Regions from separate parts of the Mus musculus genome. Here all the other regions are linked to region 2. The links are chromatin contacts, called in public Hi-C and HiChIP or PLAC-seq maps. All regions are on one chromosome and are shown on one strand. The core of a region is the stretch at or near the end of the contact, and the rest is flanking DNA. Distances in the headings are between cores, read along the strand shown. Region 1 has its middle 14 kb from the start of Gm41047. Region 2 holds the start of Mast4 (microtubule associated serine/threonine kinase family member 4). Region 3 has its middle 32 kb from the start of Gm41047. Region 4 overlaps Gm46398 (a long non-coding RNA gene). Region 5 overlaps Mast4 (microtubule associated serine/threonine kinase family member 4). Region 6 overlaps Mast4 (microtubule associated serine/threonine kinase family member 4).

The links. Hi-C and Micro-C count contacts between places; a contact is called where the count stands out from the background. HiChIP or PLAC-seq counts read pairs in DNA pulled down with a chosen protein or histone mark.
Region 1: an H3K27ac HiChIP or PLAC-seq map of heart atrium shows a contact between it and region 2, with 2.6 times the contacts expected there. The contact joins the enhancer-like site here to the promoter of Mast4 in region 2. A contact is called at or near these places in 3 of 39 promoter capture datasets (3T3-L1-derived adipocytes, hippocampal neurons and liver), 4 of 484 Hi-C or Micro-C datasets (the G1E-ER4 cell line, the HL-1 cell line, cerebral cortex and 1 more) and 6 of 115 datasets of contacts at active chromatin or transcription factors (the NIH/3T3 cell line, embryonic forebrain, embryonic stem cells and 3 more).
Region 3: a Hi-C map of adipose-derived mesenchymal stem cells shows a contact between it and region 2, with 2.0 times the contacts expected there. The contact joins the enhancer-like site here to the promoter of Mast4 in region 2. A contact is called at or near these places in 4 of 39 promoter capture datasets (the 3T3-L1 cell line, 3T3-L1-derived adipocytes and liver), 2 of 484 Hi-C or Micro-C datasets (adipose-derived mesenchymal stem cells and uterus), 4 of 115 datasets of contacts at active chromatin or transcription factors (craniofacial prominence, embryonic forebrain, embryonic stem cells and 1 more) and 1 of 9 other capture datasets (pancreatic islet).
Region 4: a contact with region 2 is called in an H3K4me3 HiChIP or PLAC-seq map of stem cell-derived neural progenitor cells, with 2.5 times the contacts expected there. The contact joins the enhancer-like site here to the promoter of Mast4 in region 2. A contact is called at or near these places in 2 of 39 promoter capture datasets (hippocampal neurons and liver), 2 of 484 Hi-C or Micro-C datasets (cerebral cortex and nephron progenitors) and 4 of 115 datasets of contacts at active chromatin or transcription factors (embryonic forebrain, neural progenitor cells, neural tube and 1 more).
Region 5: a contact with region 2 is called in a Hi-C map of muscle stem cells, with 1.8 times the contacts expected there. The contact joins the enhancer-like site here to the promoter of Mast4 in region 2. A contact is called at or near these places in 1 of 39 promoter capture datasets (the 3T3-L1 cell line), 3 of 484 Hi-C or Micro-C datasets (cerebral cortex, muscle stem cells and myocytes) and 2 of 115 datasets of contacts at active chromatin or transcription factors (craniofacial prominence and embryonic stem cells).
Region 6: a contact with region 2 is called in an H3K4me3 HiChIP or PLAC-seq map of embryonic stem cells, with 16 read pairs. The contact joins the enhancer-like site here to the promoter of Mast4 in region 2. A contact is called at or near these places in 9 of 39 promoter capture datasets (the 3T3-L1 cell line, 3T3-L1-derived adipocytes, cranial neural crest and 5 more), 2 of 484 Hi-C or Micro-C datasets (3T3-L1-derived adipocytes and nephron progenitors), 6 of 115 datasets of contacts at active chromatin or transcription factors (embryonic hindbrain, embryonic limb bud, embryonic midbrain and 3 more) and 2 of 9 other capture datasets (adipose tissue and pancreatic islet).

Annotation. Positions count from the first base shown.
Region 1 is chr13:103,491,177-103,494,973 of GRCm38.p6, reverse strand. No RefSeq gene overlaps it. Among named protein-coding and RNA genes, the nearest start is that of Gm41047, 14 kb to the left of the region's middle. Within about 2 kb of position 1,258, at least 8 of the 459 cell types and tissues checked have an H3K27ac peak or open chromatin away from gene starts, as enhancers often do. A contact at or near this core is called in heart atrium, where this site is marked.
Region 2 is chr13:103,332,618-103,336,057 of GRCm38.p6, reverse strand. Mast4 (microtubule associated serine/threonine kinase family member 4) reads left to right here and starts at 1,566. Exons shown (of 29, transcript NM_175171.3): 1 at 1,566-2,222. The coding sequence starts at 1,866.
Region 3 is chr13:103,537,555-103,541,290 of GRCm38.p6, reverse strand. No RefSeq gene overlaps it. Among named protein-coding and RNA genes, the nearest start is that of Gm41047, 32 kb to the right of the region's middle. Within about 2 kb of position 1,385, at least 33 of the 459 cell types and tissues checked have an H3K27ac peak or open chromatin away from gene starts, as enhancers often do. A contact at or near this core is called in adipose-derived mesenchymal stem cells and uterus, where this site is marked.
Region 4 is chr13:103,559,915-103,563,200 of GRCm38.p6, reverse strand. It overlaps Gm46398 (a long non-coding RNA gene), which reads left to right. Exons shown (of 3, transcript XR_001780852.2): 3 at 493-610. Among named protein-coding and RNA genes, the nearest start is that of Gm46398, 30 kb to the left of the region's middle. Within about 2 kb of position 1,275, at least 8 of the 459 cell types and tissues checked have an H3K27ac peak or open chromatin away from gene starts, as enhancers often do. A contact at or near this core is called in neural progenitor cells and stem cell-derived neural progenitor cells, where this site is marked.
Region 5 is chr13:103,112,529-103,116,160 of GRCm38.p6, reverse strand. The region is part of intron 3 of Mast4 (microtubule associated serine/threonine kinase family member 4); the gene reads left to right. Among named protein-coding and RNA genes, the nearest start is that of Gm30050, 17 kb to the right of the region's middle. Within about 2 kb of position 1,595, at least 44 of the 459 cell types and tissues checked have an H3K27ac peak or open chromatin away from gene starts, as enhancers often do. A contact at or near this core is called in cerebral cortex and muscle stem cells, where this site is marked.
Region 6 is chr13:103,148,739-103,152,270 of GRCm38.p6, reverse strand. The region is part of intron 2 of Mast4 (microtubule associated serine/threonine kinase family member 4); the gene reads left to right. Among named protein-coding and RNA genes, the nearest start is that of Gm30050, 53 kb to the right of the region's middle. Within about 2 kb of position 1,425, at least 7 of the 459 cell types and tissues checked have an H3K27ac peak or open chromatin away from gene starts, as enhancers often do.

The DNA.
Region 1 (3,797 bases), core at 9-2,508, 160 kb before region 2:
ACTCTTCCTACATAAGTCCAGGTTTGTATCAAGTTGACAAGAAACAAACAAACAAACCAAAAAAAAAATCAACCAAATGACCAGAATAATCCAGAAGCTCCAATCTCAGGACTGGGTAGATAGACCAGACCATGGAAAATCACCTTCCTCTAAAAGGTCCCCTGTAAGTCCCCTTGGGAAATCTTTCATAAACAGAGGGAAATGTGATCTAAGGTCATTTCAAATTTCCAGAATTTCTGATACCGTTACAGAGTATTTTGCACTATGAAGTACCTACGAGGCAAAAGTCAAGCTGAGCTTCGGATGCTGGAGAGTCAGCTGGCCTCACTCACTAGCTCGATGATGTAAATGACTCAGCCGTCACACTCAGCTCCTGTCATCACTGTCAGCAAGCTTCTTCCATAACCACAGGTTTCTGTGCTGTACATGATCTTAGACTCACTCAGAAATAGCTGAAGACCTCACATGTTGACTTGGCGACTATCAAAGGAGTACTGGGAAGGGCAGGCATCTCGTTAAAAAGGAATGGTGGGGAACCGAGACAGTTTAAAGGTTGTATCTACGTCCTTTTCATCTATCATCTATGCTTTTGCTGTTATTGTTCTAAGACAGGGTCTCACAGTGTGGTTCAGGCTGACCTGAAGCTTACTGTGGAGCCTGTACTGGAGTTGAGCTAGTCTCAACTTTCCTTCCCTAGTCTTTTGAATAGTGGGAATTATACGTGCATGTTTATCATCATGCCTGGCTTCATTCATTCATTCATTCATTCATCCAACTTATATGTATTGATCATATCCTGTTTGCTAAGAGTTATGGTATGTTTTAGGTAATCTGCTATGAGAAACAGCGAGGGAGGAAGAGACTCTAGACATACCACCAAAAGAGATTTAAAGGGAACTTGACAGCTGTTTTCAAGTATGTAAAGAGTAGAAGGCTTATCTGTGTTTTTCCAGAGGGCACAATTAGTGAAAGCGAATGGACGATAAGGGGAGGCAGACATGGGCATAAATCACAGAGGAATCTTTTGACTCTGTGAGCTAACCAACAATGGAATCTACAGCCTTGAAAAACAGCCATCTTCCGGCAGGTCAAGGGAACTGCCCACGTGAAAGAGATAAGGAGGACAGGGTTCAGAAAGATGAACTACCCTGACCAAGGCCACATGGCTAGTTCCTGGCGGGACTGGCCTAGAACCGAGAATTTGAGACAGGCTAGGCTGCTCAGTGCTTGGTACATGATGAGATTAGCATTTGCTTTTGCAACCTCAGAGCTCTGAGATGTGTTGCAATGTTGATAAAGCACATTCTGCAAGGTTGACAGGAGAGAGTGCAGCCACGAGCCAGAAAGTGAACACCCACGTTTCAAGCTGGCTGTGAAGTTCAGTACTGTGGAACGCACAGAACTCTGATTCCTTTTTGCCTAACTTTTATATTAATTCATTTATATGTGTATCCATTTTTGCCTGCACGTAAGTAAGTGCACTAGAGGGCTGTGTATAGTACTTGAGGAGATCAGAAGAGGTATTGGATCCCCTAGAACTGGAGTTGTATATGATTGTAAGCCACTGTGTGGGTGCTGGGAACTGAACCCAGGTCCTCTGCAAGGGTGGCCTGTGCTCTAACCTGCTGGGTCATTTCTCTAGCCCCAATTACTTGTTATTACTTTGTTTATTTTATTTATATATTTCAATGAGAAATAGTTAATGCTTATGGAACAAATGTAAAAGTAAGAATGGCATCTAAATTTAGAGGTGATGGGGGCCTATGATGTGAGCTGGTTGCTTCATTAGGGGGTCCAGAGCTTCCATTACCTGATAAATGTTCAAGTGGAAAGAATATCTTTCACTCATGCATCTGTGTCCTTATCTCCTGTTGTCTTCTGCTCTGAGTAATTGAACCATCTTGGACATAGAGAGGACGTGCATCCTCTTCTTACCACTCTGTGGATAAAGTAGGGAAAGAACTGTACACCTCATGTGCTTGTGGGTCCACATGGCCCATGGGGACTCTGGCTGTCTTTGACCTGTACCTGTTCCAGGCCATTATCATTGCAGATAAGGGTCCACAGACAGGCATCCATCTTAAATGTTCCTGTCTTCATTTTAGGGAATAGACACATTATTGTCAGCTGTGGGTCCACATTCAAGCAGCCTTTCAGTCACTTTCCTTCCCCCTCCCCCCCCCCAGCCCCCAGGATACCAGAGGCAGCACGGGCTTATGTTCTGAAACCACAGAGCATCTTTTCTGGGGCTTTCTCTGATGTTGTCTAGAGTAGCAGTGACCAACAACAGCAGCACTGAGAACTTGTTAAAAATACAAATTCCATTCTCACCCAGAGATACAAGCTGCAAGCTCTGGGCCAGTCTCAGCAGTGTGTGCTGCAACCTCACTCCTCTCAAGAGCTGTAAACAGACCTTCAGGAATAGGAAGAGACCCTAGATTTCACTATTGATGTGTAGACTTGACCGCCAGACTCCCTCCTAACAAAAGGCGAATGCTCACAGGGATAGTGACCATTTTGATCCACATTAAGAATCTATACAGTTTGTCTGTATACATTATATAGTTTGTATATTATACAGTTTGGTTGCATGCATTATATAGTTTGTATACTGTATAGTTTACATTTATAGAAAACATGGCAATGAGTAGAGAATGCTATAGGGTCTGGGAGATAGCTCAGTTCATATCCTCAACACTCACAGAAGAAACAGAACAGAGTGGAGCATCTGTAATTCCAATGCTGACAGGATAGAGACAGGGGATCCCTGAGGCTTACTGGCCAACCATCTAGCTCAGTTAGTAAGTTCTGGGCCCATTGAGAGTCTCTGTACCCCCAAATTAGATGGAGAGTATTTGAAGAAAACATACAGCATCAACTATACAAATGCATGCATTCCTGTATACACTCGCCCACACACTGTGCACACACAGTGTACAGGGGTGTGGCAGTGGGGAGACTGCCAGATTTTAAGTGGCACCCAAATATTTTACATGCTGAAACAGAGGTGTCAGCACACCCACACTGCACCACAAACAGTGATGCAGGCTGCAGAAACTGTGCAGAGACCCCCAGGACCAGCTGCTTGTTGCATATTTCTACCTGCAAAGCTGTCAACACAGCACTTTTGCCAGCTCCGGTTTTACTTGAGAAAGCCAAAGTCGACCATTTATATGATTCATATCTTTGATTACTAGAACTCTACCAAATTACACGTTTAATAACAGAAATAATAGCTCTCTGCCTATATGTGAGTTCTCTCTCTCTCTCTCTCTCTCTCTCTCTCTCTCTCTCTGTGTGTGTGTGTGTGTGTGAGAGAGAGAGAGAGAGAGAGAGACTTTCACCTCTCAAGCCTCCTCAAGTATCTTAGGTTCAGGCATCTTCCCCTCCTATCCTCACTTCTTCCGTCCTTTTGCTTCTTTATGGCAGGCCGTTTATGCGGCAGCTGTTTTGGATTGATATAAACACACTCCCCACTCCACCTGAATAAATGTCAGGAGAGCAGCAGGAATCCTATTCTTTCTTTGTTGCATCCTCTCCCTTCATATCACGCCCTAACCCTGCTGTAAATGACTGCCGATGAATGACAGCCCACATCTACAGAATGCATACCTGGAAACTAAGAGATTGTTCACATTCCAACAAGAGCCCCGGGATGAGGGAGGGTGCCGCAATGAACCCAGAGTGAACCTTTTACTGAAGCAGGGTATCAGAGCCTCTAGCTGTTTATGTGATCCTGTTTACAGAGGCCTGGGTGAGTGCAGAGGGGAGAGAGGATGCTGGGGTAAGATGCAGGG
Region 2 (3,440 bases), core at 317-2,816:
ACCTCAGCAGGTCTTCCCTTCCCTTTGGATCATTCTGAAGTGTCACAATGCAACTCTGACAGCTATCCACAGCCAGAGGGTCACATCCTACAGCTTCCCTCTTCAGAGGCAGTCGGAAAGTATTCAGGACAAAGCCGCCTGTCCAGACTAGATGAGCACCCCCCCCCCCGCCCCCATTATCACTTGTAAATACTAAGGTAGCATAAAAGGGCTCATTAGCCAACGGGGCTTTCAACTCCAGTCCTTTTCTCAAGGACCCTTGGCAGACCTGTTCTGACAGAGAGAAATGTAAAATTCTGGAGGACTCCTCGGCTTGAAGATCTGCAATGGCTTCGGTGTAATTCTTCCCCTCTTCTCCCACGGCACATTGTAGCACTTACCAGAGCTTTTAAACATGAATAATGAGGCGGTATTATGCAATATCAATCTCTCCCCCGACCACAAGCTCCTCAAGGGCAGGAGACCTGCCGTATTCATCTTTGTATCCCCTGCAACCAACTGGCACACATCTCAATCAACGTCTGTGGAATGGAAGCTGGCTGAATTTATACCTCGGGTCACGGTGTGGAGCTCAGACGGGTCTGGAGCTGAAGGCAAGTAGGACTCATTTATTTCTCGCTGCCTAACTCCGCACTGGCTTCCCAGCAGATCCAAGACACCACAAAGGTTAAGGTGATTATTCTGTTGGTGCTTTGGTGGAAGCTCTTTCTCCTTGTTCTTATAGGAAAGGAAAAATGAGGCCCCAGGTCGGCCGCGTTGTGCCTATGCAGGGCTAGAGAAAGCCAGTTAGGAATGTCCCTTAGCCCAGCGGCAGAACCGCAAAGAGCTGCTAAGACCGTTCTGATAAAGCCTGGTCCTAAACACAGAGCATCAGCTGTTTCCTTCCTTTGTCACAAGCGCGTGTCTTTGACTTAACTTTAGTTTCTAAGCAGAAATACAGAAAAATCATCTTTGGAGACCTTGGCTTGTGTCCAAGCCGGGAACTCTGCTGACACTTTATTTTGCTCTATCTAGTCTTATTGCCAGACAACATCGGTGTTGACGCTTCCCTTTACAATTTGAGGAAACTGAGGCCCAAGAGGTTTATCCAGAAAGAGGCTTGGAGATGGGCTGCGTTTGGATCCCCTCTCTCCACCCACCACGGACTTCGCTCTCTGCACACGGGTGGGAGCGTGAGTTTGCGCGTGACTGGCCGCGCGCTTCCGTTTTCACGCGAATCCTCCCGCCTAATTTCCCCGATTTCACTTTTTGGAGACTAAAAGTCCGGTTCTCCAAGGTCTCGCCTCACTCAGCCATCTCCCACCCACGTCCCAAGGACAGACGGCCACTCCCCCACCCATTTCTGAGTCCCAGACCGAGTTAAGTCCGCGGACTCCGCGTCGGCCCTGTGGATCCCCGCGCCGTGGGGCTGCCCCGCGCACCCAGAGCTCCCGCGGGATCGGGTGGCCCGCTCCTGGCCCCACCTCCCCTACCTGACGCCCGCGCGGCCAGCGGCTCCGCAGCCTCCGCCCACCAGCGCGCCTGCGCTGCCATTGGCTCCGCGGGCTGCCCGTCTCCTCCGCTCCGTCCCGGAGGCAGGTTTAGCGGGAGAAGCCGCAGTCCCGGCGGCTCGGGCGCAGCGCGGAGCGCCGATCGCGGTGGGCATGGCCCCGCGCGCGGGAGTCCATGTCAGCAGCCGAGCCACGGCGGCAGTGAACTTGGCGACGCGCTCCTGTGGTCCAACCTCTGTCATGTAGTCGCCGGCGGCGCTCCCCGCAGCCCGGGAGCCGCAGCGCGATCCAGACACAGCAGAGCAGCCGGGGCTTCTTCGGGAGGCGCCGAGCGCACCGCCACCCCTCGGACGGCACTTTGGGCCGAAAAGGGACATGGGGGAGAAAGTTTCCGAGGCGCCTGAGCCCGTGCCCCGGGGCTGCAGCGGACACGGCGCCCGGACCCTAGTCTCTTCGGCGGCAGCCGTGTCCTCGGAGGGCGCTTCCTCAGCGGAGTCATCCTCTGGCTCGGAAACTCTGTCGGAGGAAGGGGAGCCCAGCCGCTTCTCCTGCAGGTCGCAGCCGCCGCGGCCGCCGGGCGGCGCCCTGGGAACCCGGCTACCCGCCGCGTGGGCTCCCGCGCGCGTGGCTCTGGAGCGTGGAGTCCCTACCCTGCCGCTGCCGCACCCGGGAGGAGCGGTGCTGCCGGTGCCCCAGGTCAGCAGCGCATCCCAAGAGGAGCAGGATGAAGAGGTGGGCTCAGTCTGTCCCATCCCACACCCTCCAGGTCCCGGCTGTAGGGGCCCTTTAGGTCCCTTTGCGTGCGCGCTGGTGTCTTGGAGAGGGGAGGGAACTAAAGGTGCTCTGCTACAGCCTGGGATAGTGACTGTCAGGAGACTCTGTGGGTCCTTGACTTCTAGTGGTTGTCCTCGCGCGCTTGTCTACATGGGCTACCCGACCGTGTGCTTTGGAAGTGTCACTGAGCCGATCGATCCCTTCATGTCTGTATCTGCTTGGGTCCTTAGCTATTGAATGTGATCTGAAAGCTTGGCTTGTCCCCACAACTCATATCCAGATTCTTAGACGTGGGAATCGCTAATCACTGCGGTCTTGGATGGAGCGGGAGACCTGGAGCGTTTGACGCTGGTGGGAGTGGTGACTGTGGAGTTGCTTCTTGGGGTGTCAGAGACCAGAATACGCTGGAGTCGCCCGTGGGTGGTTTTGGTGGTCGCTTCACCTTTCATCCTGGGGAAGAGGAAGATTCCCCATGCTAAGCCTATCGCGCCGGCTCCTATTTGGACTCAGTGTCCAGAGGAGCGCTGTCACCAATCTGGATAGGATGTGTCTTGTTCAGAGGACTTTGTCTAGCCTCATTTCTTCGAAGGCTGTGCATCCAAAAATTATCGGTCTCTTCCTGACACACCGAGTTTTGTAATCCACTAGGTTGCTATCTCTGGTTTTCTTCTCACCCCCGCCCCCCTCCGCCCCTTTCCCCTCTTACTTTGGAAGACAGGAAAGGAAGATTCTCCAAGTCTTTAAGATTGTTTGCTTTGGACATCTCTTGTGGGAGAAATCATCTTGATCAGACAGGACCATAAATAAAACATGACCCTAGCGTAGTCTTCCGTGTGAAATTAATTCCGCCGTGCCAGACTGGTATTTCCCCGGTCTCTGCTGGGATTAGCAGTAGGAAACAATTGCCTTTGTCCTTAGAAGAAGTAAACAGAGCCCGGGGTCCTGGCTTTAGCCCCCTGGGCATCTAGCCTGGAAGTAGAGGCCGGATCTTGCAGAGGCAAGTTCTAGCCAAGCAAAGATGGAAGGAGCCTTGGCTGGTGGTTGGCCAAATCTCTGGCCATGATCCTTTTCTGGATGCTGTGGGAGTTCAGGGATCTCGGCAGGTGCCTGGAACTCTGCTTTCTAGAACTCTTTGGCTCCTGAGTTGTGAGACCTGGATGCATTTCCTTCCTTAGA
Region 3 (3,736 bases), core at 136-2,635, 210 kb before region 2:
AAAACCCTGGATTGAATTCTGACTCTGCCAACCCTGATTCTTGGCAACATTGTTCAAGCCTGTATCTCATCACAGACAAGATGAGTCGTGACCATACCCTTGGAGGACAGTGATGGCCGCCTGAGATCATTTGTGGAAAGTTCCTAGCCAGGTATCAGGCTCTGGTTGACACTCATAGAGTATGGGGATATTTATTTACTTTAGTATCTTATCATCCCCATCTCTTGAATGAAGAGGTGGTGGTCCACATAGGAAGTGTTTTACCATGTCACCCCACCATTAGAATGGCAGGGCCTGGATACTTCTCTAACTGACTACAGAGCCTGGGATTTGAAACTTCACTAGTTTCTTCTCCCTTTCCTCCCTCCTGCCTCCTGCCTCCTGCCTCCTGCCTCCTGCCTCCTGCCTCCTGCCTCCTGCCTCCTGCCTCCTGCCTCCTGCCTCCTGCCTCCTGCCTCCTGCCTCCTGCCTCCTGCCTCCTGCCTCCTGCCTCCTGCCTCCTGCCTCCTGCCTCCTGCCTCCTGCCTCCTGCCTCCTGCCTCCTGCCTCCTGCCTCCTGCCTCCTGCCTCTGCCTCCCCACTTCTTCTTCTATTTTGTATGCCTAAATATACATGTAGGTGGCTCAGTTCTTTGGGGGACACACTGTCCTAACAAGATAAAATGTCTTTGAAATTCCTCATATAATAGAACCACCCCCCAAACTATATTGAAGTTTCCCCCTGGTTTTTATTTTACGGTTGTGACTTTCTTTCCTGCTTAGTATTTCCATTCAGAGTTAGTATTGTATTCAAATAACCACAATTTGTAGCCTGGTTTACTCTCTGAAATCCTTATTATCCTCATAGTTTCCTTCATTTACTATCAAATTAAGCCTTAGCTAAAGTTAGTCATAGGGTGAAATCAGAAAGGGTGTTACCAGGAGTCTCACTGATAAATGTTCTTCCACCAGTTAGACCTCGTTATAAAAGCATTTTATGTGACACCCTAGAGTTATTTGCATGAGAGAGTTGTTCTGGAAGTATGCAGTTTAATCTGGAGATGAGACCAGAGCATTGATTATTTTGGTAACTTTTCCGAAGATAATATTGGACGTATGTCAGTGTTTATTATTCATAGTGATCATCTTCCAGTGAGTCACTGTCAACACTCCCTGGAGTGGTTGCTGAGTAGTTATTTCTAGGGGACATGGAGTCCAGGATGGAGTCTTGTAACACTGGTCACATTTTGTCAATCCCATAAATTCAAGTATTTATCGGTACGAAGATGTTTTACTTAACACATAATTGATTTATAAACATTGACCTTCTCATGACACAGAGCCCTATTCATCATGCCTGAATAAAGCTTAGCCAACACACATATTTTCTCCATGAAGCATTTCACAGCCTCGTTCTCAGAAACACCAGCCAACACTGCACTCCTGCCCTTGGGGGCCATCTGAAACAGTGGACTCATTAAATAAAACACACAATGTGGTGCCAGAGATGCCACAAAGGCCACACTTGCTTATAGTACACGCGCTGAAACGGGGATGCAAGGCCTGCCTTTGGCCCTCGCGGGGAATGAGTCACCTCCTGTGCATTTCTGCGCATGCCCATGGATCACTGTTCTGAGGTTACAAATATGTTTTAGCAAGTAGGCAAATTTGCGAGCATGGAACCCGCAAATAATGGTGGTCAACCGTATTTTGCTTTCAAAGTGATCCTTTCTGCCCAGCTGTAAGCTTTAATTTGGAGGCTTGGGAAGACAGTTGAGTTATTGGTCTCCCAATACGAGGCTTTCTGCCCTGAAGCCTTTGGTTCCCTCCCACTTTAATTTCAGGCTTGGAGGATGAGATAATAAACTCGGTGCAAGAAGCAGCTTGAAAATCCCATATGTGTTCATTTCCTTTTTTTGGCCCCTCGCCACCACCTGGGGAACGGATAGGCTAAAGTGAGAGATGAATGTAAGAGACAGGCGGAGAGGTGTCCCCTACAAGCCTGGTCCAGATCAGACAACCCTGACCTGGCCATGAGGCACTCTTTCCTCCGGGTCCAGAGACCATGAGAAACAATGAGTTTTGGTTTAAGTCATGTCTTGGGCAGTTTATTGTGTACTAATAACTGACCAATGACTCAAGCGTCTCTAATTTCGGTGTGGAGTCTTTTACTTCTAGGTCCTCCAGAAGGGCCATAGGTAGCTACTGCAGCCGCCGTCATCTCTCTTTCTCGCCATAATGTGGAAGTGAAAAAGGAAATCCATCATCCAAACGTAAACCAGGGAAGACAGCAGGAGACGGAGGGCCAGGGCATCGACTGGGCAGAAATGAGGGTGTCCTTTTTCACGTCTGGTCCCCAGGCCTTGATAAGGATATCTTCATTCTTTTAACAATAGTTTTATTAAAATATATCTGTTGGGTTTAAAATTATTTTTTAATCCATTGGTAACAATGGTTGCTTCATTTTTCAAAGATAGGAAGAAATAAAACACCAGCCAGAAAACAGGAGGGGGCAGGGGTGGAAAGAACGGAGTACGCTATATACAGAAAATAATTTCTCATGCTTCTGCCCCAGAACATGAAAGGAAATTCACAAGGGCAAGAACACATCAATAACCACAGTGTCTATTCCTTTCCAAAAAACTGCTGGCCCCAAGGCATAATGAGAGTTACACTTAAGAAGACCATAAACCTTTTAAAAGTCATGTTTTAAATCAAAATAATTTTCTTATAAAATATTAATTCTCAAAATGAGTTGTAAAATATGAACACAAATGGCCAAGGCTATTTTTTATTTCTGCAATAAAGCTAAAATTTCTTAGGGAAATTGACAGCTACTCGAATGAAGAGGAAATGTGAGTCTGGCGCTGTGCGGAGCCTACCCTGTTCCTGCCCACAGATGCTAAGCAGCCGGGTGGCCATGCTAGGTGCTATAGGGCTCCCCAAGAGAGGCTGTTGAAACCTCAAAACACAGTTGGAAAATTAATGAAAACAGAGGCTATGGATTTGAAAGAGAACAAGGAAGGGCCAATGGGAGGAATTGGAAGGAGGTAAAGTGTGTGTGTGTGTTTGATAGAATTATATCATAATCTCAAAAAATAAAAGAAATAATTAAAAAAAAAAAACCACCACACTTAGAGTCCCAGCTGCGACTTTGAGGCACCTTGGCATTCTTTGATTGCTCTGAACTTATCTACAGAAGTGGGCTTTTAAAAAGGAAAGACCCAGAGAAAATTATACTAAAATATAGGCCTGACCATGGCAAAGAACAGCCCTGAGCAGAACTAAAAATTTCTGCAATTAGCTGGAAATTGCCTTACAAAAATTTGTCCTAACGTAGCATTTTCCACTTGTTATCAAAACAAAACAGGCAGGAATGATGTCTCATGCCTGTAAAGTCAGCACTCTGGGAGACTGAGGCAGGAGAATGGCCGTGAGTTTGAAACCAGTGTGGGCTACACTGTGTATCAAGTAGACATCTTTTAACTTAGAGCCTATATCCAGAGGTAGAGCCATCTCCCAAGTGCCCTTTCTATGCATTCTTGAAGACCAAAGGTCCAGTTTCCAGCACTTATATGGTGGTTCACAACCTCCTGTAACAGACATCATCTTCTGGCCTCTATGGGCAACAGACATGCACACAGTGCACAGATGTAGATGCAGGCAAATACTCATACAAAAAATTCTATAATTTTAGCTAAATTTCACAACCATTCTGTGCTTCAATATCCTCCTTGGTAGTATGGATATAGCAACAT
Region 4 (3,286 bases), core at 26-2,525, 230 kb before region 2:
GCGCCTGCATATATGTCCCCATCAGTTTTAAAATCACAAGTGTGTGTGTGTGTGTGGGGGTGTAATTTACTGTTCTTTGAGGTCCTATCACAGGATAAGCATCATCACTGAAATATGAAGAAAGGGCTGTGGGGGGTCAAAGAGAAAGAGGTGATAATCAGAGAAGCCTTGGCAGAGAAGGTGACATTTGAATGGACAGGAGACCCAGAGGTCAACAGCCTACCAGAATGAACACATCTCTGCCTCCACCTTAGCACAGGGCAGGGGTCTCTCAGGATCAGCTTCACATCTGCCTGTGTAGATGGAGAGATGGTGGGCCCTGGAGAACAGTCTGAGGGAGGTGTGGGGGAGTCCCCCTAAACACGGGAGAACCACCCTCCTGCCATGTTCCTCTCCTTCACCAGGATTCCCTCCTGTACCATGTACTCCTCTTCTTGCACTGGTCACGTCCTCTGCCATCTTCACCTCGTCTTCCTTTCTCACTTCTTCCAGGTTCATCTTCGACCCTAACAGCACCAGGGCCACCTTCGTGGTGGGAGGCATGGAGCGCGGGACTCCGATTCACAGCTGCCTTGCACATGAACAAGCCACTGAGTGGCAGGTGGGATTGTGATCGACAGCTGCGAAGGTATGGGAGGGTCAGAGAACGCAGGCCCTAAAAGAAAAGGGCCTTTGAAAGAACTTGGCAGAGATACCAAGGAGAGCAACTCTGTATTGAGTGACTCCGGCAGGACATGCTAGTGCGGAGTTGGAGGGTTTCTCCAGGCAACCGACAGTGGGTGAAAACATTAAAGGATCCTAGGAAGACCCACTGCATAGGCAGGAAACTGACTTTAGCTTAAGACAAAAGACTGGAAAATTACTATTGAATAATTGTTTGTGTGTGTGCTGTTAATCATTGCACATTCGAGAGGATTATTTTCATTGATGTAATTAGTGACTGCATTTTTCTAGAGGACATTTTTCATGTCGAACGGATAATAACTGGAAAGCTGAGGGACAATGGAGTTTCGTGGCAGACCCCAGTGACAGGATGAGAGTGGATTTGACAAAGGTGCCTCTCTTGTACCACGAATACCCTGGAGAATCGGCGAGCAGACGCTTGATTTTTGAAACACAGATGAAACGGTGCGATAACATTACCCCAGGGACTTCGAGTGATTGGGTCATGCTGGAACCTTGCCAGTTCAGTTCAGGTTCGCTTAATCAACCCTCATCTACCCTACTGCATGCTGGGTATTAAATACTCAGCTGACTAAGACGCAGTGCCGACCCTACAGGAACAGAGGCAAGTCAGTCAGTGACATTTACAATACAGGGACTTCTGTAAAGAATGATCATAGGATGCCAAAGGAAGGGCACTGCCCAGTCCAGAGGGCACTGAAGGCTTTCAGGCCGTGATGTCTGGGGAGTATGTGATTGCCTCTAAAGTTTTCATAGGAACCTTCCTGGTGTTCACCTTCTTTAATTCACTTTATCCTTATGAGGCCCCTGGTTCTTGCCTTTGGGCCATCTCTATTGTCCATTTGGAACCAGCATTGGTATCAGATTATCTTGGTTCCTGTCTCTCTGCTGCCTTACCCATGATGACCCTGATGATGATCCTTTGGATAGTATGTGACGACCATAGTTACCTGGTTGGATCCATGACCTGTTCCATGTAGGTCTCTGGTGAATTAATTAGGCTTCCCTGGATGCTGGGATCAAAGCCACATTCTAGGGTGGGGATGTAATGGGAAGGTCATTGTAAGCAAGGCAACAGCAGGTACCTCAGTGACTGCAGTCAGGACTACTGGGGACCCAGCACAGGGGTTTGGTGTGAGTGGCTTGATCTTCTCATATAATGGAGGTTCTGGCTTCTGGACCAATTATTTCTCTTTCCTCCTCTTCATCTTTATCTTTTCTCCTTCTCCTCCCTTCCTCTTCCTTTCCTTTCCTTTTCTTCCCTTTCCCTTCTTTCCCTTTCCCTTTCTTTCTTTCTTTCTTTCTTTCTTTCTTTCTTTCTTTCTTTCTTTCTTTCTTTCTTTCTTTCTTTCTTTCTATCTTTCTGTGGCATCAGAGCCTGTCTGTGCCACCGGATTGCTATGGACCTTGCTATATAGACCAGGTTGGCTTCATATTCCTAGGATTGTACCCATGAGCCATAATACCCAACTGCCATGTACCTTTCTTGTTCTTTCCTTGTGGCCTCTATCTTGGACCTTTCCCATACTACTCTCTTCACCTCTCCTCCTGCCTGTCCCATGTGTGCACACTCTAGGAACGACTTCCCCAGTTTCTAGATGTAGTTGGCTTGTCATGATAGAAATACAACATTGTGGGGTCAGGGGCCACTTATGGTTTGCTTTGCTTACAAGGTGGCTGGGGCCTAGCAGCATTGAGACCTCCTCTGGCTGATACTGGGGATGAGTTTTCATTCCTGATCATGCCCTCAGACCTAGAACATCGACACGTGCTGTCTGCCCTTAGATTCCTGGAAGACTTTGCCTTATGCTCCCAATCTTGCTTCTACGCTATGGACATCACAACTTTCTTGCCATGAGAATTTCACCATCTGTTACTGGTTTAAAACAGCTCTCTATTGCTCTAGAAAGGATTCTCAGGGAATCTTCACCTTAGGGTCAAGGGTTGACCAGCCTTGCCTCAGAGAGACTTGCTGGGCAGCCTTCCTGCTCCTGTGTGCTGAGAACACTCAGTGCTAGCTTGCCTTCACCTCATTAGACCTCATTCTACTGCTGCAGCTCTACTTGGTAGAGTTCCAGATCATAATCCTCTTCAAAATGTTCTTTTTTCCCCCCTCTTACCATTTTGTATCTTTTAAAATGGGAAACAGGTTTAGGGGTCTAGATCAGGAGCTAGCCACATTCCATAAAGACCTGGCTGCCCATACGACCTCTCCTCTGGGTCCGGCAAGCCTCCTAGGTTGAAGGCTAGCCGTACCAGGAAGCCAACAATTCTTCTCTTACTCACTAATACCTCCTCTGGCAGTTCTGCGTGGAGATGCAGGAAGGCTTCATTTGAGGGCCATAAGTCCCCACTTGTTGACAATCAAGTCTCCTGTGACTCTCAAAAGGGTAACCACCTGCACAGAAGGTAGTTAGAATAATTTAAGAGTGATGTAGGCACTTCTGGCCTGGTTATGGTCCTTCATTTGCTTATCTTTATTGTTCTGACCCTATGTAGTCAAGATTTTATACTTAATTTTTTTTTTTTTGCTTAAATCAGCTCAGTTATAAAAGACTCCCTTTGACCTTTTCCTAACCAATAGTATCTTAGCTTATATTTG
Region 5 (3,632 bases), core at 346-2,845, 220 kb after region 2:
TTAAAAAGTAATATAAATGCAATGTTAGAAATTCCAAGAATAACAAATGGTAGAAAATAAAAAGCAATTTATGTATTTCACTTCATCCTTCTCCTTAGACACATTGTTGCTGTTAGTTTCTTGCTATTTGGTCCAGAAATACACACACACACACACACACACACACACACACACACACACATACATACAGAGGGAGAGAGAGAGAGAGAGACAGAGACAGATAGACACAGGGGTTGTTTATTTGCCTATCCATCCATCCACCCATCCATCCATCCATCTATCCATCCATCCACCCACTATGTGTGTGTGGACCTGTGAAGCAGGCCAGTGGTGTTGGCTCTCCTGGAGCTGATTCTAGGAAGTCTGATGTGGATGCTGGGAACTGAACTTTGCTCCTCTGCAAGAACAGTGTGTGCTTTTATCCTCTAAACCATCGCTGCAGCCCCTAGTCCTAAAGTTTTAGTACAGTGTTAACTATTTCCTTTCTATCTTAATCTGAAGCTTGCTCATAGCAACACATGCAATTCTACAGTATCTTTTGGAATAGTGGCAATATAGGCCATCAAACTGCCAGCGAACCCCCACCCCCTGGGTTTAAACTCTAAAGCATTGAAGCCTTATGGTGACATGTCTGGTGTCTGGTGTGAGACTGTATGGAAGATAAATCTTTTTAGTTGGAGTGTGAGTATGGCCCTTGGTGAGCTAAGCCTTCTCCCAGTGTTTAGTCAGGATGCCTCAGCGTGCTTCCTGCTGTATTGATGCAGACTGGATCCACTCAGGTTCTCACTGGTCTGCTTCAATTCATTCCTTCCTTGCCTCCTGGCTGCTTTGGTTGGCCATGCTCCGCTCCACACAATCATTCAGGAACTCAGGCAGACAGAAGAGTTATTGTCTTCCTGTCACTGTGTGTGTCATGGTGGTCATGTGTGTGTGGGGTGGTGGTGGTGGTGGTACTGTATAAAAAAGAATTAAAAAACAGAATAAAAAAGTCTGACCTCCATTAGAAGTATTAGTGGGTCAAATCTTGAGGACTGGCGCACGGTGACCAGATTTTATTGTTTAACCACACCTATGGGTACAGAGGCTGAGAAATGGGTTCTACCCAGAAATAACAGGAAATGGGTTTGGTGAATAAGTAAATGTCTAGTTAACATGGACAAAGTCATGAATCTGAGTGCTCTCCAAGCATGAGATGTCAACAGACATGATACCCAAGGGCTGCTTGCATTCTCTTTGGGGGTTGCCGATATTGTGTCTGGAAGCAGGGGTGTTCTTCCCTGAATTTCATCTCCTTCTGTGCTTCGTCCTCTTCTCGACATGCAGGGTTCTGTGGCGATTGTGTTAGGAAACCAGCCACATGCGGGGGGTCTTCATAGAAACGTGGGGCTGAGCTTGAGGAAAAGGGGAGTGGTTAGCAGGAGGAGCTTTCTGCTGATGGCCCTGGAGCCTGCTGTGCAAGCTTAGGTTATAACACCACTTTCTCTGTCTAGAAGGACCAAGGGCCTGCCTGTTTCCTCAGCTCCTCTGTGTGCCACTATTTACAGGGAAAACATCACTGGGGCCTTTCCAGATGGTGGCTTTCTGGACTCGAGGAGAGCCAAATCTGCACAGACCCTGGCCAGAGGCCCAGAGGCCCAGAGAATCTGCCAGGCACTGGGACTTGTGTTGGCCTTTCTGCGCCACCACCTGGGCTTCTGCATGGTTGGTCTCTGAGCTTGAGAGAGAGAGAGAGAGGGAGAGAGAGAGAGAGAGAGAGAGAGAGAGAGAGAGAGAGAGAGAGATGTCAGTAACGCTCCACTGCCCTTGGCTTTGCTGCGGAGGAATCCCATCCTGGCTGAGGCACAGGATAAATGGCTCGTGGGCCACAGGCAGCTTGCTCATTTAAGAATTACTGAAGATTATGTGTCACCCCGCATCAGCACTCTTCTTGACTTTTGTTTCTCAATAGCACCACGGGGAGTGGAAAAATTTAAAATGAGCCATATTCTTGATCCGTGGATATGCTTTCAAGCGGAGAAATAAATGCCTGAGACGGGCTCAACTAAAACATAAAACTTTGCAGAAATGATCCTGGAAACTTTGGAAAATAGGTCCTTTGTCTTCTACACTCCACCTTTGTGTCTATTCAGATAACTTGGATGTATTTCATATTTTGCGAAACCCAAGGAGTATTCCTGATGTCTTGATAGAAAATATAATACACCCTGATAGGTCAGCATCTGTTTATCTTAAGCATTTTAGTGGCTGGTCATGTCAGAAAAGTATAATCTGGTGAATATCATGATTTAGCCATCTGTTGGGTGGCTAAATCTGGAGCAAGCAAGTGTGTGTTGTGGGGGGGAGAGTATTTAAAGACTTGATACTCCCGAAGGACAATGGCACTGCACGTTCTTTAAATAATGGTACCTGCCAGGTTTTTGGACACTTTTCTCAGAAAGGAGAAAAGATATTAAGAAGATAGCTACCAATGTGGCAGGAGCTGACAGAGGACCTGGTGGCTTTAGAAATCAATACTGCAGTTTGTGTCTCAACTATAATTTATCAGAGCATCTCAACATGTTGGACGGAGGAGTTCATGGGTACCCTGATTTACAAGTGAAGCTAGCAGTAAACTCGCCTTTTATCCACTACCCAGGGCCTCGCATGGGCCAGGAAGCACACAGCAGCAACCTGTATTGTAAAAGCCTGGCAGAAGGGTGGTGGGCATGGTGTAAGGTGGCACCGTGGATAAAGTGCCTACTGTCAGACCTGAGGACCTGAGATGCATCTCTGGGACTCACATGACAGAGGGAGAGAACTGACTACTGTTTGTCCTTTAATGGGACATGCAGGGGCACACACACACACACACACACACACACGGTATCAACATAATAATAATTGTTTTTTTTTAAGTATTGATACAGCCAATCTGATAGTGTGTGGTCCATCATATTAGAACACTGTGGCTAGGTATTCTTACAGCAGAGCCAATGGGTTCTGAGCTGATGGCTGAGTACAGGACCAGGGTTGCAGTGGCTGGAAGAAGTGTTTCTGAGCATTGAGAGTCTGTTTTTTGTAAAGAGACTGGGAAGGCCTATTTCCTGCCATATTGGGGTTGAACCTAAGGACTTCCTGCTGGTTAGTTAAGTCTCTACCTCCAAGCTAGCTCCCCAACCCTTTATTTATTCATTCATTCATTCATTCATTCATTCATATCTGGTACAGGGTCTCAGTAAGCTGCCAGACTAAAATTGTCATTTTTCTCCCCGGCATGTTTGTGTAGTTAGGGTTGCAGAGACGGCCCCTGGGCCAAGCTTGTTATAAAAGCCTTTCTGTTTCCTGAACAGAGCGGTACAGAAGAAACCCCATTCCTAATGTAACCTTGAGTCCTAAGTAGGCATGGTGGTACCGTGCCTGTAATCCCAACACCTGGGTGATAGAAGCAGGAAGATCAGGAGTTTAAGGCCATCATCAGCTACACAGCAGGCTGGAGGCCAGACCTGGGCTCCATATGTGACTCTGTCACAAACAGCCAAAATCTTAAGAGATGGTTTGTAAAATGCAGAACTCAAAAAATATATTCTCAAGGGCAAGAGGTTTGGTTTGGTTTGGTCAGATCTTTGCTCTGAAACAACCTGTGTTTCTTTTGC
Region 6 (3,532 bases), core at 176-2,675, 180 kb after region 2:
TATAAAATACAAAGCAGTGACCTCGGAGTCCACAGTTACTTCGTGTCGTGGGAGATTTCAGAAGTCGTCAGTGGCTTAAGTAATAGACCAGAAATGGAAAGGCTGCCCCACACCTGCCATTCATTGTCAGCCAGAGCTGAGGCAATCACGATGCTAATCTGGGCTTTGAGTTTTCTTCCTTAAATATAAGGGCACTCTTATGATGTACTGTATAAAGCACGTGGGTATTTGTGAAGATTTAATTCACAGCATAAGCTTGCGGCTTGGATAACAATGTCTCCATAGAGCGTGTTGTTTTTTAAACCAGATGGATTTGGCAATTACTAACTTTGGAGAACAGTTTCTACAGTTCTGACGGAGACCTCTCAAACCAGACATAGGGACCTTGAAGTGTTTGTCATTAAGGCAAGAGAGGAGACCTATATGTTATTTGGAAGCAACGTTTGCTCTAAAATCATACAAAAGAAACCATATAAAACTTGTTCTGGGTCTTGCTTCTAATCCATTACTCAGCATTAACAAACATTTCTTAAGGCAAAAAATAAAGTAAAAAACAAAAATTACACCCTTAAGGGATTATATATAGGCATCATTATTGTGGAGGAAGAACTTGAAATCTGTTTAGAGTAGGCCCAGCCGGGAATTGTTAGTGATTCTAAGAAAACACACATAGTAACACATGCTATGTGAAAGGGGCTGTGGATAGAGATTTCCTTGAATAAGTAGGAAGCTTGATAAGGAATTTGGGCCCGGCTGGAAATGTCTGCATATTTGGGATTGTGGCGTTTATTTTGTCCCCTCTAAGGCTGATCTTGTTCCGTTCCTTTATCTTGCAAGGCTCCTGGTCCTCGATTTCTCCTTGACTTCTATAAGTGTTCAGATGTAGGACAACTGTCAGCAGTGTTTAGCGTCACCGGCCTGTGGGTGACACTCAGCAACATCAATCAAAGCATCTGGTCACCACGGGGGGGGGGGGGGGGGAGGGGGATGTTATTGAGTAGGCTTCATAACTTCTTTGAAAAGCGAGATAGTCAGCACGAGTCATTTTCTCGTCTATCGAGGGTAGGGCAGCTCCCTCTGAAATCTGCACTATAGTGTAGAGGTGGTGGACTCTTACACAGGCTTCTTAAAAGATAAAAATCAAAGCCAGAGAAGCAGCAAGGCAGCTTCCATATAAAGTTTAAGGCCCCTGAGGGTGGTGATGGTGATTGTTGTTGTTGTCATGAAACAAAGAAGGGAATCAAATTTCACTATTCTAGTCTATGTGGAACTGTATGGAAGACAACAAAGGATGAAGTATCCTGGAGAGAAACACAAATGAGACAGAGAGGAGGTGTAAGTGCTGCTCTGCAGAAGTGCAGTGCATTCTGGGTATGAGCTGCGGTGCTGTGCTGAGTGGGATGTGAGCAGCAGCCTCAGAGGGCGTGGGATTCTCAAGGCGGCAGAACATATGACTGGGAAATCAGTATCACCCAACTTGTACACACACCTGGAGAACATGGCGTGATGGAGGAGGCTGAGAAGTATCTCTGGTTTAAAAGTATAGCTGCTTTTCCAACAATACCCTGAAGGGTGATGTGTCTAGAGGGGACCTGGACTACTGTCTGTGTGTTCAGCAAGTATTATGCACTTTGCATATGTTGCCCACTCCTATCATTACTAGATGTGAGGGAAATCACGTTCAGGGGGGGACAGCTGCTCACCCAGGCCTCCCTAGCTAGTGAATGTTGAGGCAGAATGCAAGCCAGTGCCTGGCTGCTTGCCTACTTGTAATGCTGAGCCCACCTGGCTATTGGAATGAGAATCAGTGTTCCCAAGGTGCCCAACCCTGGGAAGAGCTTTTTCCATCCTGGACATGGCACGTGCAGGATCCTTACAGGGAAGAGATTTAGGAGGGAAAGCATAAGGGATGCCAGGTTATTGTTTATTGTGGGCCTTGGCTTTGCCTTGCACAATCATAGTTTCTTTATTTAAATCCCCAGTTAGTTCACCTTGCGAAATTACCATCTCCAATTTGTAGAACATTTTTTTTTTTTTGCAGACAATTGAAGCTTTGAAGTCAAAGAGCCCGGACAAGGTCAAACAGCTACTGTAGGGCCAGGGGGGTTGAGTGCAGTATGTGAAGCAGCGAGTTCCTGGGGCCGAGCAGTGTGTACCTGGAATCCACTTCCTGAGTTAGACATTGGTCCCTGGTTCTGGCAAAGCCAGTGACTACACTCCGATGGAAGGAAGTCATGGTGGGATGCCAGGCACTGGGCTGAGAACACGCCCAGTGGATGTGGAAGAGGTGACATTTAGTGATCATCTTGAGGGGGGCAGGTACTGGTCCTCAGGGAGATTTCAGACCAGGGAGAAGGAGGCAAATATGCAGAGGGAGACAGAAGGAAGAAGTGGGCTGACAAGCGCCTTAACAGCTGTTCCACATATCCACAAAATGACTCTGAGAAAAAAAAATTGTTCTATTTATTTGACTTTTCCTTCCATATATCTTGCCAGCAGCATTCATCAATATCTGTCATTTCCCAGGGGGCTTAGACATGTCTAGCAATTCATTCCACTGAATTATATTTCAATACCCGAGTGGAGGTAGGCCAGATCGCTCAGGTTGACTCTGACCTCTGCCCGGTGTCTCTTAGCTGCCACCATCACAGTGCCACCACGCACCTCCTTCATGCCCTTGATCACACAGACTTCAGGTGTCTGTGGCTTGTTACAGTGTCCTCATTAAACAGGGCTCTATTTAGTACCGCCTTAAAAAAAAAAAAATCTATTTCCAGTCGCTACTTTGCCTTTGATCTGTGCAAATGGAGCTCAGGGCAAACGAATATTTATTTATTTTTTAAATAAGAATTTTAAATCCAGGCGGGCACCACCCAAGGGGAGACTGCCTTGGGGATCTAGGCACAGTGCAAAGTCGGAGGCTGCAGATGGGTGATTTTGCAGAGTGGAAGAATTTGCTTGTGTTACTACAGACAAAGGCAGTGGTGGAGTTGAATTGTAAGAACATAGCTTACCATGCTCTGCCCCATGCATTAACCGATTTGCTCCTGATATCTATACTTATTAGAGGCAGGTTGAGAGGTAGTCGAGGTAGATGGTAAGAAACTCTGCTTCAAGAATAAGTTAAGGGAAAACAAGCAAAAGGCCAAATGAATTTCTCTGTAAGTACCATTTGGAGGTGTTCTCTTTTAAAATGTACTATGTGTTGGCATTTTTGCCCTGTCATGATAAAATGGTGTGAGTAACAGGCTGGCTGTATTAGATTTGGTGTGCAGAACGGCTGCATCTTTGAACTGCCTTACCACACAGTACCTGTAACAAAAGTTAGGTTTGACTTAGAATGAAAGCTGTGATTGACAGTGGCAGACCTCAATAGCCTGGTGGTTTGTCCAAAGGCTTTCAATTCCATGCTGTAGGTGTATGAGTTCTGCCATTTCCCGTAGTTCCTAGCGCTCCGCCAGCACGGTCCTGGGCTTCAATCACTCTCAGAGACTTTTGTCATCCACCCAGTCTATGGAGGTGTTTGAAATTG